Linked DNA regions of Zea mays: region 1 is linked to region 2. A link is a contact called in public Hi-C data. All regions are on one chromosome and are shown on one strand. The core of a region is the stretch at or near the end of the contact, and the rest is flanking DNA. Distances in the headings are between cores, read along the strand shown.

Region 1 (6,675 bases), core at 55-2,554, 230 kb after region 2:
GAAACAACTAAATTAAAATAATAAAATTTATGTATGGCTAGGATCACAAATGTATTATGAAACATTTTCTTATATATAGTACATGGGGAATGGAAATCGTAATATAAACATAATTGGTGTAGTAGTGTAGTGGTATAGGAGGGTATGCGCGAGAGAGAGGTTGCGAGTTCGAATCTCACCATTTACAAAACATATAAGTTTGATTCAAAATAATAGTGAAAAATGATAGGGCAACAGGTAAGGTAATAGGGTAGGGTTGGAGAGTTGTTCCTAGAATTTAAAAAATGTTTTGCTGTTTTTTTTAATTTTTTCGATTCTTAATTTGCCGAGTGTTTTTTGACACTCGGCAAAATTTTGCCGAGTGTCCGAAAAAAAGCACTCGGCAAAGAACCCTTTGCCGATGAAATCTTTGCCGAGTGTTCTTTGCCGAGTGTAAAATAGCCTTACGCGATTCCGGTAGTGATAACAATATAAGACATATTTTATATATAAGTTATCATGGTATTATATATTCTCGTTGCAACGTACGAATACTCACCTAGTGAACAATTATGTGTGGTTAGGACTCTTTTATTGTGAGTATTTCCAATTTAAGTTACCGTTTTCCGACCGAATCCGAGATATTTTATCCAGATTTATCTATTTTTGATATACGGGAATTTACGGACTTTTATCCGTCTTCGACTTTCCTGTTTTTCGACTACAACCGAACTAAAGTTTATACGGGTGACAACCGTGAGTGGGGTTTTTTTCGACCGTTTTCACCTCTGCTTGTGAGGCCTTTCCAAGCGCCGCCTTTAGATGCATCGCCAGTGCCACCGTAAAGGCCCCAATGTTGTCGTCGTTAGATGAAGAGAGGCGGCTCAAACCTCTCTAGCTAACGTACTGCCTGCAGCTGCTAGCTTAGTCATGTCCAGATTCAACACGACCATCAACCTATGCCCCGCTCTCTACTGCATCTCTATATTTCTGTACTGGTACGCAACGACATGCATTATTAAGCCAACAATGCATTTCATTTCAAGCCTATAGGTTTGTAAATATTTGAAAGCTACGTTTTTTAAGTTATTAAGATTTGAAATTTGAAACTTTTATTTATCAAACTCTTCTGCAATAATATTAGTTTTCCAGAAAGTGTATTTGTGTGATATGTAATTGTTCAGTCTAGCATATATGATGTAAAGTAGATTGCATTGATTGAGATCTTCCGTGACATTACATTTCACTGAGTACTGTACGAGCGACCTACGAGCTCAGCTGTGCCCGTTGGACTTACTACGTCACGCGTGCCAGACTGCCAGGCAGGTTGCCGTGTTACTGTGCATATATATACGTACACGGTACACGTGCCCCGGCAACGCGCGAGTACCGGGGGCGTGCCTGGGACGAGGTACACTTGATGCTCACTTGCTCAACATATGCAGCTCCATTAATATTAATATATATATATATATATATATATATATATATATATATATATATATATATATATATATATATATTGCATGTGAATTGCGACGCACCAGTACGTACACATCACACACGGCATGCAGCAGCAGCAGCAGGGTGATCACGAGCCGACGAAAGGGCACGGCGTAGTACTTACTCCATACTATATATTAATGTATGCGTGTGGATGCATGGACGATGATGGGGCAGCGCCTGCTGCTCCATTGCACCCCGGCCGTTTACCGTGCCAGCAGCCACACACAGGCCACAGGGCATGCAGTGCAGCATCCATGTACTACGTATAGTACATGCGCTCAGCTAGCTCAGGCACACGGGCATGGCTTGGTCTCCGCGCCGTGCCAGCAACGATCGACGACGGACATGCATGTGTAACGCGCCACACGTACGTGCCTTACGTTACGTTACATAGTACCTGCATACATGGGCACTGAGCAGTGATCGTGTATGTATAAAGAGTCGTACCACGCTGCACATTGAGCAGCACTGTACTGCATCTGGACTGGAGGGATCCTTTGGCTCGATCTCCGGTCGCCTGCCACCTGCATGCGCCATCACCAGGCGTTGGCGCAGTGCCCGGAGTGCGTGGCCGTGGCATGGCAACCACAACAGTGAATGAACCCAACCCAGTTCTCTATCTCTCTCCCAACCGGGTTCAAAGTACACACAGGAGCAAGATCCGGAAAACCCAAAATCATGGATCATGGCTAGTTTGACAACCTTATTTTTTTAAGAGATTTCATTTTCAAGAAAAACTAGTTTATTTTTTAATGAAAAAATAAAAATCATTTAGGGAAATAAAGTTGTCAAACTAGCTCTGAACGGAGAGAAATGAAGACGGATCATTTAAGGGTGTTTGGAATAGCTCCAGGTTCCAACTCCCTAGTGTGGAGTTGTAGTTTACAATATCAATTTAAATAATTTTAAAAATATTTTTAATCTAAATAATAAGCGAAATAACTTATCTAAATGTATTTTTAAGGCTTATAGCTCTAGCTTCACGATCTAGAGCACCTAATAACCTTCTCCACCAACTTTCCTAGAGCTACCTATCTCAAACATGGCCTTACTCTTTCTCTAGCGCAAGGAACAGGGAGCCAAATTTGAAGTCGGTGTCGAAGCTTCACAGAACAAGACTTAAATGTAATATGTCAATCTAGAAATTAAATATACAATTCTTAGAAACTTAAGACAAACACATTTAAAAATGTCTTCCAATTTCAAATGTTTTAGGCGTTCGTTACGTTTGCGTAATGCATGTCTCGTTTTCGACTTGTGTTGGCTGGGTGCTGTATTTCTTTGCTCCTCACGTACGCTTCGATATCCTGAGCGCTTAATTAAATAGGCAAGCGTTGGATATATAGAATGGATCATGCCATGGTACAGATGCAAAAGGCGGAAAAGCAAACAAATTCTAGAATAATATAGTCATTAACTCTATTAATTGACCCAAGTGGCAAAATAAATCTATCCACACATGACGGTTATATAAACAATACCACCGTACGTCATGACAGCTCCAGAGTCCAGACGGCCCTTGTTGGACCTAGGCGTCCCAACGGCCCCAAATGGCTCCCAAATCCCCCACACAACACATTTAATATACATGTGCCTATAATTTATTTGATCTAATTAAATTAATTATAGGCTATGCCTAGAGATGGCCAAACGGGCCGCCCGGCCCGGGCCCGGTGAAGCCCGGCCCGCCAGGCACGAATAGAAAACCGGGTCAGGCCGTCTAAGCACAAGGACTCAATTTTCTGTTCGAGCCCGGCCCGTTTAGCACGAAAAAGCGGGCCGAAAAGCGGGTTATGCGGGTCGGTAAGCACATTTTAGTGTAAAAAACAGGCTTAGAGGTAAATGGGTCATGCTTGGCTAGTCCACCGTGCCTAATTTCCTGTCCAAGCCTGGCCACTTATTCGTGCTGGGCCGGCCCAGGCCCGCATAGAACCGGGCCGTGCCGGACTCGGACCGGGACCAAACAGCAGGCTTCGTGCCGGACTCACGGGCCTCGTGCTTATTGGCCATCTATAGCTATGCCTATGTTTAGGGCCTGTTTGTTTACCCCCATGGATTATATAATCTGGATTATTTTTAGAGGATTATATAATCTGGCTTATATAATCTGGATTATATAATCTGAGTAATCCTGTTTGTTTACCCAGATTATTTGAGTTGTTAATAGGATTCTTTTGTATGAGGAAGGCAAGAATGCCCTCTATATTTGTACTAGGTTGAAACTCATATATGAAAAAAAATAATTCAATTGACATTGGCAAATATTGCATTAGTAATATTATCACGAAAGGCATTCATGTCACCTTCTTCATCCCCAAATTGACTAGTACTAGGCGCAAAAACGATTCGGTGGATTATAATGGCAATGGTGGGTAATTTATAGGAAACTTGAAAGGGTAGTGGGGAAGTGGGAAAAAAATAATCTGAAATAAGCACCTCCTCACTTGCTTATGGATTATCATAATCCAAGGGATTAGATTATATAATCTGGGCAAATAAGCTGGACTGTTTGTTTGCCTCTTAGGATTATTTAATCCAGATTATATAATCTGGGGGTAAACAAATAGGCTCTTAATCTAACAACCCCCACCGAAAACTAGGACCTATTTCCTTTTCATTATCTTTAAAGCCGGACAGAACGACCCCAACTAGCCTTTCCACATCTTCACAATTTTGTGTGTGCGTTCGATCCTTCATCTACTTCTTCAATCTCCAGCGCAATAACTCTCTAGATATTTCTGACGGGCGTTTCGTCTTTTCTCTGTTGGCTTCGTTTTTGGAGGACTTCACATCTACTTAAATATGGTCACACGCAGGTTTTCAAACACGGTTGAACACGCGCGCAAGGCGCACACAATACACTAGTATATAATGATCTCAGTCCTCAGAAATTTGATATATATGCCGGTGTTTCGAATGAGACTATTTAGTAGAATCTAGGTTACACTTATTCACAACTGAACAATGAATTATGTCTTAATTAACAGTTTGTGCAAAATAAGTTTCACCTAGGATGTGCAAAATAAGTTTGACGTAGGCTCTTTACTATACTAGGTTGCCAAAGACACCCCTGTAGTTGGAGAATAGAAGTCAAACTCTATGGTCTTTACGGACGACGGAGACGGAGGGAGAGAAAGCGAGCGAGACAAGTGGTGGTAGGAGTACTCTCGATGGCTCGGTGGTTGCAATGAATATCTCCATTAATCCCTCTGCATCTGAATTCTGATCCAGGTAAGGTAGCTAGCCTGTATATGCGTCGACAGCAACAGCATCGAGTGTGGCCTTGACTTTTAGTTTCTTCTTCCAATTAAAATCCATCATGGCCACAGAGGCACAGACTCACCAACGAAATCAAGCTAATAGGTTGGGGGATTGATTACCGCTACGTACTGCTAGGTCTGACTTGAACTATGCATCCTTTTTCTGCTCTCTCTCTCTCTCTCTCTCTCTCTCTCTCTCTGCAGGCTAGTATGTGAGATCCAGTGAAAATCTCCTGTGCCGTACTATATATACGCGGTAGCTATATATAGCTTACAGTTATGTGGCAGATCGTCCGTCCTGTCCTCATGATCAGTTTAACTGCATTTGAGGTAGCTAGCAGTATATTGCATGCATGGGGCCGGGTGATGAGTACCCGGCTCAGCTGCCCCCTTGTCTCAGGCCGGCCTCGACGATCTGACTTGGCTGCGTACGTACTAGCACGGAGCCGCGTTAAATTGCCACGCAGCAAGCAATTCTGAACCCGGCTCATCGAGCTGGCCACTGCCTGATGCATGCTTAGCTTGGTCCTTGCCATCATTGCAAACGAGAGACAAAGATCGAGGTACAGAGGAGGAGCAGGCTAATGATAAGCTTTTGCTTAGCTTGGTCCTTTGTTGCCATCATTGCATTGCATTCAATCGAAATCGAGCCATATAAAAGTACTATATGTATATGTCATCTGCCTGCTGCATGTTTTTCAGCTACGATCGATCGAAGCAGCGAGAGACTGCTGATACCTAGAGAACGAACGAAATGTAGCAGAAACATATGCGCACGACGATTCAGCCGGCCGGCCATGCATCGTCAGATCACTGGACCCTGGGACGATGAGCGAGCGAGGGGCAGAAGCCAGAAGCTATACATGCAATGCTCACACACTCCTGCGTGCGCTTCATCATCAGTCGCTTCACACACGGACGACACGGCATGCACGCACGCAATCAACTATAAACAGTAGTATGTAGTGTCACATCGCGTGCATAATGCGTAGTAGGAGATAGACCAGATGCTGCTGCTGTCGTAGCTAGCTGTGCCAAAAGCCCAAAACCGTTCTAATCATCTGCCCTGATAGGAATATATGGGGCCTGAATCACCTTATCGACAGGGAGCTAGCTGTACATGTTGAGCTATATATATATTTAGTATATGTATTTAGAGCCCTGGGCTCTGTTTAACTATAGAAAGCCTCAACCACGTACCGACCAGGTGCGCAGACCGCACCAGACCCTTTTTGACTTATTATACCTAACTGCTTACGACAAATTATAATACGAGTTATGCTGATGTGTGTAACAATTTATGCAAAATCTATGGGTCATTGCGTAGATTTCGTCCCGCATATTACGTGCATAGGGCCCACGATCCCACCCACGCGCTCGCAGTTATCCAGTCTCACGCCGCCACTATAAAAACACCCCTGTGCCACCAGGGATTAGGTTTTAGTGGCGGCGGCGGTTCCCTCGGGCGTGCGAGCGCCGGTGATCCTGGGGGCCAGCAGCGGTGCCGCCCCGAGGCAGGCGACCGACGGCGGCGCTCCACCAGGAACGAGCGACAGCGACGCTCCCGAGGCGAGCGCGCAAGCGGCGACGCCGTTCTCGAAGCGGACGGACAGCGGCAGCACACCCTAGGCCCGATGGCAACGACGTTTGTCCCGTCCGTCTTGCGATGGCCACTGCCGCTGCCGCTCCAGCGTCTGTGGCGTCGTCCCCTGCGCAAAAGGCCAACAACAGCAGGAAGGCGGTGGTGTCTGGGATGACTGGGTATGAGATGCTCAAGCGCGTCAAGGAGTCGGCGGCGCTCAGGGACATCCTCGTCGTCGTCATGTCGTCGGAGAACGTGCCCACCCGCATCACCCGCTGCCTGGAGGAGTTCGACCAGCGCCTCGCCGTAATTTAGGCCCTATTCGTCGTCACGAAATAAATTGATGAT
Region 2 (6,261 bases), core at 1,888-4,387:
CCTATGTGATGATCACTAACCCTAAAATAACTTACAAATATCACGAATAACTTATATTTGTTAAGTTATTTCAGGATATGTGATCATCACTTAGCGCGACAAATAACATATATATGTGGGGCCGTGCATTGTTATGGTTTCTATATATATATTATATAAGTAGACTTTGTTTTTTATTTGTATTGAGTATAGGATATAAAATACATATATGTGAATGTGGAAAACCTTCACTTATGCATAATTTTACATTATCTTTAATAGATGCAGGTAGAATACAAGAGATATAATATTATTTATTCTTCTAGGTACTAATATGTACAACTGAGTTTTATATATTTATAACCTTGACAAGACAAGGAGTTTTCACGTATATATAGTGCTGATAAGACATAAGAGTTTGCTAGGAGCCCACAACTAGGATTAGAATTAATTTCCTTTCTTTTTCTTTTCATAGCAGCAAGAACAGAGAAACAAAAATAGCAGCAAGAATAGAGAAACAGAGCAAATATAAATCTTAGTTGCTAACAATCTCGGTCTTTGTTATGCTCAAGATTTATGTCAACTCAATTAAAGGGGTGTTGATCCCACCATCTAAATTTTAGTGACTAAAGTAATCCCTAAACTGCTAAAGTATGACTAAAATTTAGAAGTGACTAAAGAACCAAACACTCTAAATTAAATTGAACGTATGCTCTTAGAAGATACTACCACCGTTCTACAATACCATTACAACTCTTAGTGAAGGTATCTAAGCTCACAAGATACCATACAAATCATATAGCTCTCGCAAGATACCATAAACTCATATAGCTATCGCGCTTGTGGAAAACACGAGACAACTGCGAACACACGAACGAGAGACCTTCTCGCAGAAAGAGAGTATACCGTTTGAGCCTTTGGGGCATCCACTGGAGACTGGAGATAGCCATGGCCGCAGCAGGAACATTTAAGATGCTATATAAATTCAAAACATTAAGGCAGAATCGTGCGTCGCCAAGAATTCATTAACCCATTAGATAGCTGAGTTCGCAAACAAATACAAGGTATCAAACAGTAGGACACCAAAATATTTGACTGGTCTCTATTTCCAGCACCCAAAAAAAACTTGGAACAAGCACTTGATGGAAGTAGCATCTCGCTATGACTGAACAGAACAAAACAGGCTACAAAGTTTGGCTGCTTCACTTCTTGTCTTCCTTCTCTGCCTCAGCTGCCTTCTTCTGGCGGGCACCGAGGTGCTTCTTGTTCATCCGCTCAAGGCGGAGCTTGCCATAGGCCGCAAACGCCTTCATCTCATCTGTGACCTTCACAACCTCTACAGAGCGCTTCTCACCGCGAGTAATTGGCATGTAGTCACCCTGTACCTGGGTAGCAGTGGTAAGCTCCTCCAGAGTAGAGTCACCAGCCTGCAACAAAAGTAGGTGATAAGGGATTTTGAGATCAAAGCAGCCAGAGACAATGCCTTCAAGAGATACTTAATTGTTCAGGAAAAGATGACTACTCATACCTTGACCTTGCGAGCACGCCTTGGGAAGATAACCAGCTTGGCCTTGTATGTCTTAAGCCTCTGGACATTGGCCTGCAGCCCCTCAAGGGATTTGTTCTTGCGGCGGTGATCCACAGAAATGCCAATGGTTGGAGCAAGCCTTTTTGGAATGCCCGCAGCCTGCAATCAACATAGTTACTTCTAATATCAAGATAACACAAGGTAATTCAACAAGTAGAAAAGGAACAGCAAAAATTAAACACCATGAGATAGCAAAATTTATAAACATTAGAAAATTTGTGGTCATGCAAAAGACAGCATATCAGCCTCTATACAGCGGTTCACACAAAAATAGCATGTGGCATACATACAACAGCAATTCATTTGATATGAGAACAACAAAACAAACATGGCTCAAGAGCAAACAATGCATCACCTTCAACTCCTCAAGGGTAAAGCCTCTCCCAGCCCTTGACTTCATGTTGTACTTGAGAGTCTGGCATTGAACAATGGGACGAAGAGGGCCAGCAGTTGGTCGTGGGAATATCTTCACAGCCTTCTTTTGACGTGCTGCACAGAGAACATAGCAGGGTAAATTATACGCTTGTCAGCAGGTGCAATAGGGGGGAAATCATACATAACAAGTAAATCAATGAAAGCAATTGTTGAGTAAAGCAAGTGAACTTTTAGTTTGGTTACTTCATCGATAGCATAAAGGGAAAACAATGCACTGCAAATCAGATACAAGCATAGCAAACCCGATTAGCATATTCACCCGGACACCCGGTAGGTGGTGGCTTGGGAGCTATCCAGGCTTAGCTAGTGCAGGCCGCCAGGCCTGAATACTAGGTGGTGTCATGGTACAAACAAGGAACAGCCAACTGGTGTTACAGTTTAAAGGATGAACAAACTAGTGTTAAAACTAACTTATTTAGCAAGCCAATACGAAACCAAACATACTAGATTGCAACAAACTAAACCTTGCACTGGTTCATTATCGATGGGGATGAGGCAATTGCAATGGGCAGGACAAGTGACCTGTTTATTAGCTAGTTTGAATTCAACAAGCACGCGAAATGTTGTAGGTAGGCTAAAAAATGGCGATGAGCTCACCGATGCGGCGCCTCTGCTTGCGGGCGGGCTGGTTGAACCATGTCTTGACATAGTTCTGCCAGTGCTTCTTGAAGTGCCCGTTGGGGATGACGTTGTTGTGCTTCACCATTTCGCCCTCTTTCTCTCCTTCTTACCTGTACACATCAACAACGCAACAGTGACGGCATCAGCAGAGACGAGCAACGAGCACACCACGGGAACAAGAATCAACGAGCTGCCGCCAGCTCCACCCTATGCTCTCGTTAGCAGCGCCTCGAGCAAGTTGCAACACCAATGCACACAAACGCATCGAGAGCACACCAGATCCTATGGTCAGCGCTAGGAAACGGATCAAGAGGAACCCAGAGCCGTCGCGCAGCAAGATCCGCGTGCGCATCCCACAGGCCACGGCTAAGCAGTCGATTAACAACCGAGATCAGACGGGCAACGAACCCACACGCAGCACAGAACGAAGCCCAGGAGGTAGGAAGCCGACGAGCAAAAGGTCTTACCTGTAGAGGAGATGCGGCAGCGGCGCGAGGAGTGGAGGCGGAGCGGGGTGTCCAGCGGAGGCGGGGTTTTGCGCTAGGGTTGGGTGCTTATAGGGGTCGGAGGAGAGGAGGCGCGAGCCCTAGCTTGGACGGCCGAGATCTCACCATTCTGGTGACGGAATTGATGGGCCGTTGAGTGGGCGGATCTCATCGGGCCTTTCTAATGGACAAGTGAAAATATTTCCATGAGGTGGGCCTCTACGTCCCCGTTCCGTTCCATGCTGTTTGGGCCGTAGGTGCACGTTTCATATTTAGGGAGAAAATTGTCGTGTTTTCTGATTTAAACATAAATAAATATGATTTTTAAATGGTCTTTTACTTTTTTATAAACATAAAACCATCTTAAATTTACCTACTCGAAGGGTAAACTTTCATGTGTTAAAAGTTTGATGAACAAAATATATACGGTTTTAGAATTACGTGACCGAAAACAAACAATGGCCGACTATCGAGTTGAAATATAGTCCATGAGTTCACAAATATATTTTGTCGTTGACTTTAAAAAACTTTAATTACTTATCTTATTTAAAAAAATCGTGAGTTGTTGTTTATTTTTTTATAATTTATTTTTATCATTGGAGGTCATTTGAACATGACTTAAAATGTTACATTTTTGAATAAATATTTTGAATAAGATGAGTGGTGAAAGTTTTTTTAGAAAAAAGGTCAATATTATCATATATTTGTAAAAGGAGGTAGTATTCTTTGTTGTTGTGGATTAGGACCGCTATTGTATATGTACGGGTTGTTTGTTGGTGCATATTTTCCCTTTCATGGCGTGACAGGGCTTTGTATGGTGTGCAAGAGGATTCTTCCACATGAATCCTCTTCAATTCTCTGGTCACCAAACCCGTTCTTAAAATTACTGAGCAAAAGTATGGTCTCATCTCTTGAAGATGCATTTGCCGGTAAGCAAGAGCGGAGGCGTTGCTCGAGCAACACCTTGTCCCAGCCCAACTAGAGACCCACAGTAAAAAAAACTAATTTCTAAGTCCTAACCCTACTATTTGGGCAAGACCGATGCACGCATAACGCACCCGCTTTCGACCGTCGACGCCAGCATCTAAGCTCTGTCGGTCGTCTGTCGTTGTCATGTCCCTGTTCCACCAGGTGCCAACTCCAATCTCCCTGTTTCACCGAGCTCGAGCTCCGGACCACCCACGCCTAGGCCGACTCGGCTTCGACGACGCCTCCTAGTCCCAGGTCGCCTGTCTGCCTAGCCAGGCGAGCTCCACCACAGCTCCTTGACAGCCGGCAAGATGAGGTGCTCCCCGCGAGCCATCGTGCCGCCCGAGCTCCTCCTCGCAGATCCGCCCCGCGCTGCAACAACCCAACAACAAGTATTGGCTTCCGTCGTGGACATGGTGATGTGGTACATCGTATCTCATCGCCTCTTCTCCTACATCGCCCTCCATGTCTCTTTTTTCAATTGTTTAACAAATTTTACCTCAATTTGCTATTAATAACACATTTCTCTTATTTAAAAATGAATCCGTGGAAATGTATATTCTTATTTCAATTGTTTAACAAATTTTACCTCAATTTGCTATTAATAACACATTTCTCTTTTTTCAGATTCATTCGCTATACAACATTTAGTTATAAATGGATTATGATCATGATGACTCTGGAATAAGGTAATAGTAAATTTTATTTCGCCGTTATGTCAGCAACATCTTAATTTTAATGTGTCCTCCACCACTATCGGTAAGTGAGAGCACCTAGAGGGGGAGGTGAATAGGTGATCCTGTAAAACTTAAAACTTAAGCCACAAAAACTTGGTTAAGTGTTAGCACAATAATTGCCAAGTGGCTAGAGAGAAGTCAAAACGCAATAACCACAACAGATCAAAACACAGAGATGGCACGGTGGTTATCCCGTGGTTCGGCCAAGACCAACGCTTGTCTACTCCACGTTGTGGCGTCCCAACGGACGAGGGTTGCAATCAACCCCTCTCAAGCGGTCCAAAGACCCACTTGAATACCACAGTGTTTTGCTTGCTTTTCTTTATCCCGTTTGCGAGGAATCTCCACAACTTGGAGCTTCTCGCCCTTACACTTGAAATTCACAAAGAAACACAGAGCAAGGGAGGATTAGCAACGCACACAAGACACAAGAATCAAAGTATCAACACACACACAAGTCGCAACAAGAGCTCGCAACTGAAAGGGAAATGTGCCCTTGGGCCATTTCTAAGTATTTTGGTGATTTAGTGTCCAACACAAGTGCCTAAGTGTAAAAGATGGACAAAGTACAAATCAAGGATAAAGGTATGTTTCTCAGACTTAGTACATTGTTTTATGGACTAATGTATTGTGTCTAAGTGCTGGAAACAGGAAAAATCCAATTGAAAATGCCTTGGCTCGAACAGCCAAGACTTTGCTGAGTCTGGGAGCACCGGACTGTCCGGTGGTGCATCGGACAGTGTCCGGTGGTGCACCAGACAGTGTCCGGTGCGCCAGGCTGGCTCGAGCGAAGTGGCTGCTCTTGGGACTTCGATGGCGGTGTACGGCTATAATTCACCGGACTGTCCGGTGGTGCACCGGACTGTCCGGTGGGCCGTTCACAGGCGAACTCGTCGCTCTCGGGAATTCATCGTCGACATACGGCTATAATTCACCGCACTGTCCTGTGTGCACCGGACTGTCCGGTGAGCCAACGGTCGGCAGGGCCAACGGTCGGCCGCGCGATCTGCACGGGACACGTGGCCGAGCCAACGGCTAGAAGGGGGCACCGGACTGTCCGGTGTGCACCGGACATATCCGGTGCGCCAATGGCTCTCAGGCTGCCAACGGTCGACTGCGCCATTTTTGGAAGGAAATCGGGCACCGGACAGTGTCCGGTGCGCCAGTCGGCAGAAGGCAAGATCAGCCTTCCTTGATTGCTCTCAACGGCTCCTAGCTGCCTTGGGGCTATAAAAGGGACCCCTAGGCGCATGGAGGAGTACACCAAGCATTCCTACAACATTCCTAAGCACCAAGACATCGATTCCGCGCCTTTGATTCTTTGCGATAGCAATTAGAGCTCTAGTTGAGTGGTGAACTCTTGAGTTGTGTTGTGAGCTCTCGTTGCGACTTATGTGCGTGGTGTTGCTGTGATTTCTTGTCTTGAGTGCGTTGCTAATCCCTCCCT

What was found. A called contact is a pair of places that touch in the nucleus more often than the background predicts.
Region 1: a Hi-C map of tassel shows a contact between it and region 2, with 2.0 times the contacts expected there. The contact joins the enhancer-like site here to the promoter of LOC100273645 in region 2. A contact is called at or near these places in 3 of 25 Hi-C or Micro-C datasets (ear, endosperm and tassel).

What each region holds. Positions count from the first base shown.
Region 1 is chr3:160,986,962-160,993,636 of Zm-B73-REFERENCE-NAM-5.0, forward strand. No RefSeq gene overlaps it. Among protein-coding and RNA genes, the nearest start is that of LOC103652321, 17 kb to the right of the region's middle. Within about 2 kb of position 1,305, at least 5 of the 20 cell types and tissues checked have an H3K27ac peak or open chromatin away from gene starts, as enhancers often do. A contact at or near this core is called in ear and tassel, where this site is marked.
Region 2 is chr3:160,750,836-160,757,096 of Zm-B73-REFERENCE-NAM-5.0, forward strand. It overlaps LOC100273645 (60S ribosomal protein L13), which reads right to left and starts at 3,138. Exons shown (of 5, transcript NM_001161720.1): 1 at 3,091-3,138; 2 at 2,600-2,733; 3 at 1,923-2,056; 4 at 1,508-1,666; 5 at 975-1,406. The coding sequence starts at 2,708. The coding sequence ends at 1,182.